Regions from separate parts of the Xenopus laevis genome. Here region 2 is linked to region 1. Evidence: chromatin contacts called from public Hi-C data. All regions are on one chromosome and are shown on one strand. Each heading gives the region's core, a stretch centred on a gene start, on an enhancer-like site or on the middle of the called end of the contact. The rest is flanking DNA. Distances are from core to core; before and after follow the strand shown. Region 1 has its middle 14 kb from the start of trpm8.L. Region 2 has its middle 33 kb from the start of sh3bp4.L.

Region 1 (2,906 bases), core at 315-2,814:
GTATGTTAGCCTCCCATCCACTTAGACTGAAAGCTCTACGGCGCAGGGATGTCCGTCCCACTATGTCTCTTACCACATAGCACTTTGTCTTGATATGAATTCTGTGTATATTGATTATGTGATTTGTCTCCCCTGTGTATACTTTTATATTTATTGTACTTTTATGCGGCTCCTTAACAAAGCTTTACAAATAAAGTTATATATACATACAAAGATATATTACCCTAAAGTTCTAACCATTCAACAATAACATCATCATAAAACATATCTTAGGAAGGAGCTTACACCAATCACTATATTGTTAAATGTCAGGCACCCAGTATTGTAATTTTTTCTTTTTGTATTTATTTTTTAGCTTTTTTTTTTTTTTTTTGAGCTGGCTTATTTCCAGTTTGTTTGTAGGTGCTTGTTTAAAACCAGTTTGTATCCAGCATCATCTCACAAGAAATGCAATTGTGATGTTAATGTTTAGGCGTCATGCCCCAAAACCTGTGAGAACATATCCAAAGATAACTGTGAGAGCATATCCAAGGATAACTGTGAGAGCATATCCAAGGATATGCTTCTGGTTAATCAATCCAAATATCACTCTTCATACAACTCCATTCATTTGTGCACATACAAAATAAACCACTGTTGGAATGGCTAGCATTTAAAATGATGCAACAAGTTTATCACTTATCAGTTAATCAGCAGGATGATAACGTTTTTTAACTCACTGACCGGCTCATCAACTCATCAACAAATGAAATGGGCATGTCTACCATGCAAAATTGAGGAACATACATGGGGGGACCCACAATTTGGCATGGGAAGGCATAAGAAATATTCAGAGGGTACTCCAGGCCTATGAAGTTATGTCAGTGCTGCATTCCTTTATATTTTATGAAGAAGTTAGTGCTTACCCAGTGTTGGATCCCGTGCTTTCCTAGCTAATGCGGTGGTTGCCCAGTGTTGAACTGGTCTTCAGGGATATTTCTTGGTGGCACCTTTCCCTTTCTACAGCTCAGAGCAATAACTCTTTTCTACCTTTTCCAGGTTATGTTTGTGTTTTAATTTATTCCAAGCAGTGAGAAAGATAGGAATGAGTCAGTTTAGGAGTCTATGAAGGTGCAGCTTTATTGTGACATGAGAACCAAGGGCAGCTTGTGCTAGTAATGGAACAAATAAAAGAGCACAGCTGATCAAACAGATTAAGTTCCGAATGTCCTTTTATAGAAGGTACCACTCTGATTGCTCTGATATCTTTATGTATCATTTGTGTTCCATAACTGGAATCTAGTGAGTAAATTGTTTTGAAAAAAAAACAGTGCCTTTATGGTGGTTAAATGACAACTGCCACAAACTACTTATGAACAAAGAATGCGCCCAATCCTATTGATGCTAACATCAGGAGTTTTGCACCTTTTTGCACTGCACTCCAGCAACAAATTTTCCTTTATTATTCTATAGCCCTTGACACTCAAAATAAGGGTAATGTACAGAGGCTATCTATGATAGATAGAGATGATATGTAGATAAGGGGTAGGAAGTAGTAAAATCTATAGAAAGTGTAACACAACTAAGGAGGGGGGCGGACCCGTGTGCAGGCCGTGCAGCCAGGCCCCCCCTCCGGATGCAGTTTTCTGTGCGTCTGCGTCCGGAGGGCCCCAAGGGGGGTGTAGGCCCGGGTGCAGTTATGCCCCTGATATTAAGGCAGAGACTGAAGCCTTGATGCGCTAACAGTTTGCTGCCTGATTCCCCTATAGGTTGTAACTACATCTCCCTCTAGTGGCATTTTAATGCACTTAATTTTCAACTTTGTGATGATATTTAAAATACTAGTGACACGCAAAATGAAAACTTTGCATGAAACTATTTGTATCTATTATGTACAAGGATACAACAGTATTTATTTTTTTTATAATGGAAGTCCTCTTTTTTATTGCAGTGTGTCGCAAATGGGCTGCAATCTTTGCATCTATTGTCTAATGGATCCTTAGAAAATATAAAATGGCCCATGGGAATCCCAAAGTATTAATTAAATCCAACTTAATGGGAAATATAAGTACATCTAATGGGAGATTCATTCTCTGCCAAACATGTATCAATGTCATTTTTCTCATAAAGTATGACTATTACTACAGGTCATGTAGTAGTTACAGGGCCCATTGCAGTATTGTGTAGGCAATTATTTGACCACATACTTTAATAGTGGACAGTCATGTGCTGGCTTTGCTGTCACTACATAGATTGTATGCTCTGATGGGACAGGACCTTCATCTTTCTGTGTAGTCTTATCTTTGGCATTGCATATATTTGCACTGTTGTGCTGAGTGTGTTATAAGAAATGTACAGCACTGCATACACAACAGTAGTTTATCTAGAAGCCAATAGTCCCCACTTAGCCGGGTTCAAAAACATATACTATAATAGGTCAATACATTGTGCAAAGGCCCCTGGGTCCCTCTACAACTCTACCCCCACCTTCCTAGTGTTTTGCAAGGACCACTTATTGTTTCATCCCTGCAACACAGCTAGAATAAACTTGTGCTACTAAATTATAGCTTCTTGGAACTGCCAAATGGGCACATGCTGAATAGAGATGTCATTATAACAGGCATGATTATAAAGTTGGCACTATATTTACCTGCTATGTCATCTGGGATGCACGTAATTGGCATTGCATGTATATAGTCATATGTTCTAGGGTATTATACATGTAACTGGCCCTTGGAAATCATTGAATATGGCTTTAATCAGCCTCCCCAAACACAAAAATCACATTCTGCTTATGGGCACATGCCCGTTATACTCCAAACAAAAGTGTGCAGTTTTGCTAGTATGCATCACTAACAGTCATTGAAGTTTCATACTTTCCAGGTGATTCTGAAAAAAGTGCAACTCTGCATATAAAAACACCTCTG
Region 2 (3,087 bases), core at 235-2,734, 190 kb before region 1:
ACAACTGAATCTTATCTGGAAATATAATTGGATTTTTGCACCCAAACAGGATTTATTTTCCAGTATCCTAATCAATATAGGCCAGCCAAAACTCCTTGCTAATGTAATACCGTGTATGGTTGCAAATCACAATAAACCCCTGCATTTTCCCCTATTCCTGTTCAGACTTCACAGTACATCGAGCTAGAACACATTTTTGTAATTATGTTTCCAAATCAACTCTAGCCAACTCTTGTAGGGATTCAGTGCTGCCTGGAGATATACCTTAAGTGAAGGAACATACTCAACTTTTTATATAATGGCAGCAGATAAGGACAAAGTTACACTATATATATAAATAAGAAACTGGTAGGTCATGTCATGTTATTTAATTTCCCATAGGTGATTTACATGGTATTCAGGGTTTAACAGTAAGGTTAACGGACCCAGTGGCTTCTAAGAGGCCAGGTATAAAGTGGGCCTAGTGTGGTCCAGATTAATTTGGGTGTCCATTTTACACACTTACGGTTTGGGTTGGTTTAACACATTTTTCCATAGGATCCATAACTGTAGAGCTGCACCACTGTATTCACTAGAACAAAACCACACACACAGCGCTTTGATTTAGGTGTGTCAGGATTCACTTTACTCCACCAGGTTCTGACTAGCCCATAGCCTTTGCTCTCAACCAGCCTGTTTTACTAATGAATATGCATAAAATGTATATATCAAGAACTTGGTAATATACATGCAGTCAATAAGCAAATATTGTTGTTATTTTTTTTACAGGCAAAAAATATAGAGCTTATATGAATAAATAGCCACAACCATTCTAAAGTATGTAAAAATGGTAATAATAAAAGGAAATTAAAGTGGTCTCTGAATTAAACCTGATTTTCCATAAAGGCTTGCAGACTTGGAAAAAAGAATCACATGCTAATGCAATTGTAATGCCATGAGCCCAAAATTATGCAACTACAACTCACACAAAAACCAGCACCTTTATATGGTCACTGAATGTGTCAGTGACATAACAGGGCTAATTTATGTGCAATTTTGAGTGCAATTTCCATGCCCCCGCCCCCATAATGTTGTATTTCCCCCAAAATTACAGTGTTGTTGCAGTCACAAAGTGGACAACTGCACCTGTGGTCATAAATGAGCCATATGATATCCATATATTTTACATTAGGTGTGCATTATTTACTATCTATAATGTAATGTGCCTTTAATAGGCATTTGTTCATTCTCGTCCACATAATAACTGTAGTTCAACCTCCATGCCTGTAGCCAAATGGCACAAAATGTGAATGCTCAGACATCCCTCCAAATGATCACATTACTGAAGAATATCACAATATTACTGAGCCAATTGTGCTCTCTATAATGTTGGGGGCGAGGGTATAATATGGGCAAATTAGTGCGTGCCCAGTCCTATGTGCAGAGAAGCAGATCCTCCCTGTATAGGTGAGATGTTCATGTCCAGTTCTGTAGATACTGTAGTTGTGGAAGTTCCATGGGACAATAGAAGAATCTGCATTACACACTTCTTAGTGACAAACCTTTTATCATGGAAAGGCCATCTCCAGTTTCAGGTTTCCCCACTATTGTTGTTCATTTTTCTGTTTGACTATTTATGATCCTTTGCTGTTCACCTACCTAATAGATAGTGTTACAAAACAATTGTAGAAGAACAATTCACCTCTTCTACAGTGTGATTTTATTTGCCATAGGGAGTCTTGTATGGTTTTTGGACCAGATGTTATCACTATCTCCAGGCTGCATTCAATGTGTTTTGTTTTCATGAGTTTGATATGAATCAACCTACACATGGGAAATTGCTGAAACTGAATTAGTGGATTAATGATTTCAAGTAAAGCCTAGTATGATGTTGTTTGTAAAGCACAGAATGTCTCCAATGCAAGTATCCACACGTTCAGAGGGAAACCAGGAAGCTTTTGGCATATTTAAACCATGATACATCTGCTTTCTTATCAATTGTTTTCTAAAAGAAAAATAAGTTGAAGTTAGAGGAAAATAATAAGCACAGTGGAAATGTATCCTAGATTCAGGATTATGAGCTACATTTGTCTCCATGGTCTGTGAAAATAAATATTGTGGTAATTAGACTTGATGATTCTTTTTAGATGCTCTATATACATGTATATAGAAAATAACCTGTTACTGCAAAATATAAAGAAGTCACCAAGAAGTTTTTGATCATATAAATGCAAGAAGATGCCTAGATGAGTTGTGCGACATAAGTGACATCACTGAACACCAGAAATGATGATGACATCATTAATCATTAATCATTAATTATGGAGAACAAAGTATATTGCTGAAGGGCTACTGCACACATAAATAATTTGAGTATTTCGTGGCCTTGCAATTTCTTTACAATTAACTTTTTGGACTTAATAAGGCCATTTTTCTGTAACATGTACCTAAAGCAGGGCCCTGCCAGGTCTGAAACATGCAGTGGCACGCTACTTTAAATCAACTACACTTTTTTGTATTCTAAAGGCTCTCTAGTGGATGCCCTATGGTATTATACAATATTAATTTAAGAACAAGTAAAGATTTAGTTCACATACAGCTCTCAGAAAGATTCAAACAATTTGTAGCCAATTCCTTTGCTGTGTGGGTTAAAAAGAGCTCAGGTGCCCTCTGTTGGACACAAATAAAACATACTGTGGCATTGAATAGGTGTTCCACTTTTTATATAGTTCACATCATATTCAAGTAGCACCTTTTAGCCTATGGCTGTCCCATAATTGTGTGGTGCAACAATTATAAATATTGGATTAAAGTGGTTGTCAAAGAAACATATTTATTCAGCATCTCTCCAGTTTACAATTTAAGCAGTCTGATTGCTATGGTCCAGATTACCCTAGCAACCATGCACTGATTTGAATAAGAGACTGGAATATTAATAGAAGAGGGCCTGAATAGAAAGATGAGCATTAAAGAGTAGCAATAACAATACATTTGTAGCCATAAAGAGTATTTGTTTTTAGATGGAGCCAGTGACCCCCTTGTGAAAGAGAATCAGAAGAAGAAGGCAAATAATTCAAAAACTATAAAAAATAAACAATTGGTTTTAAA

The links. A called contact is a pair of places that touch in the nucleus more often than the background predicts.
Region 2: a Hi-C map of the XL177 cell line shows a contact between it and region 1, with 3 times the contacts expected there. The contact joins two enhancer-like sites. A contact is called at or near these places in 2 of 4 Hi-C or Micro-C datasets (the XL177 cell line and the XTC cell line).

The regions. Positions count from the first base shown.
Region 1 is chr9_10L:83,526,904-83,529,809 of Xenopus_laevis_v10.1, reverse strand. No RefSeq gene overlaps it. Among protein-coding and RNA genes, the nearest start is that of trpm8.L, 14 kb to the left of the region's middle. Within about 2 kb of position 1,564, at least 1 of the 7 cell types and tissues checked has an H3K27ac peak or open chromatin away from gene starts, as enhancers often do.
Region 2 is chr9_10L:83,714,493-83,717,579 of Xenopus_laevis_v10.1, reverse strand. No RefSeq gene overlaps it. Among protein-coding and RNA genes, the nearest start is that of sh3bp4.L, 33 kb to the left of the region's middle. Within about 2 kb of position 1,484, at least 1 of the 7 cell types and tissues checked has an H3K27ac peak or open chromatin away from gene starts, as enhancers often do.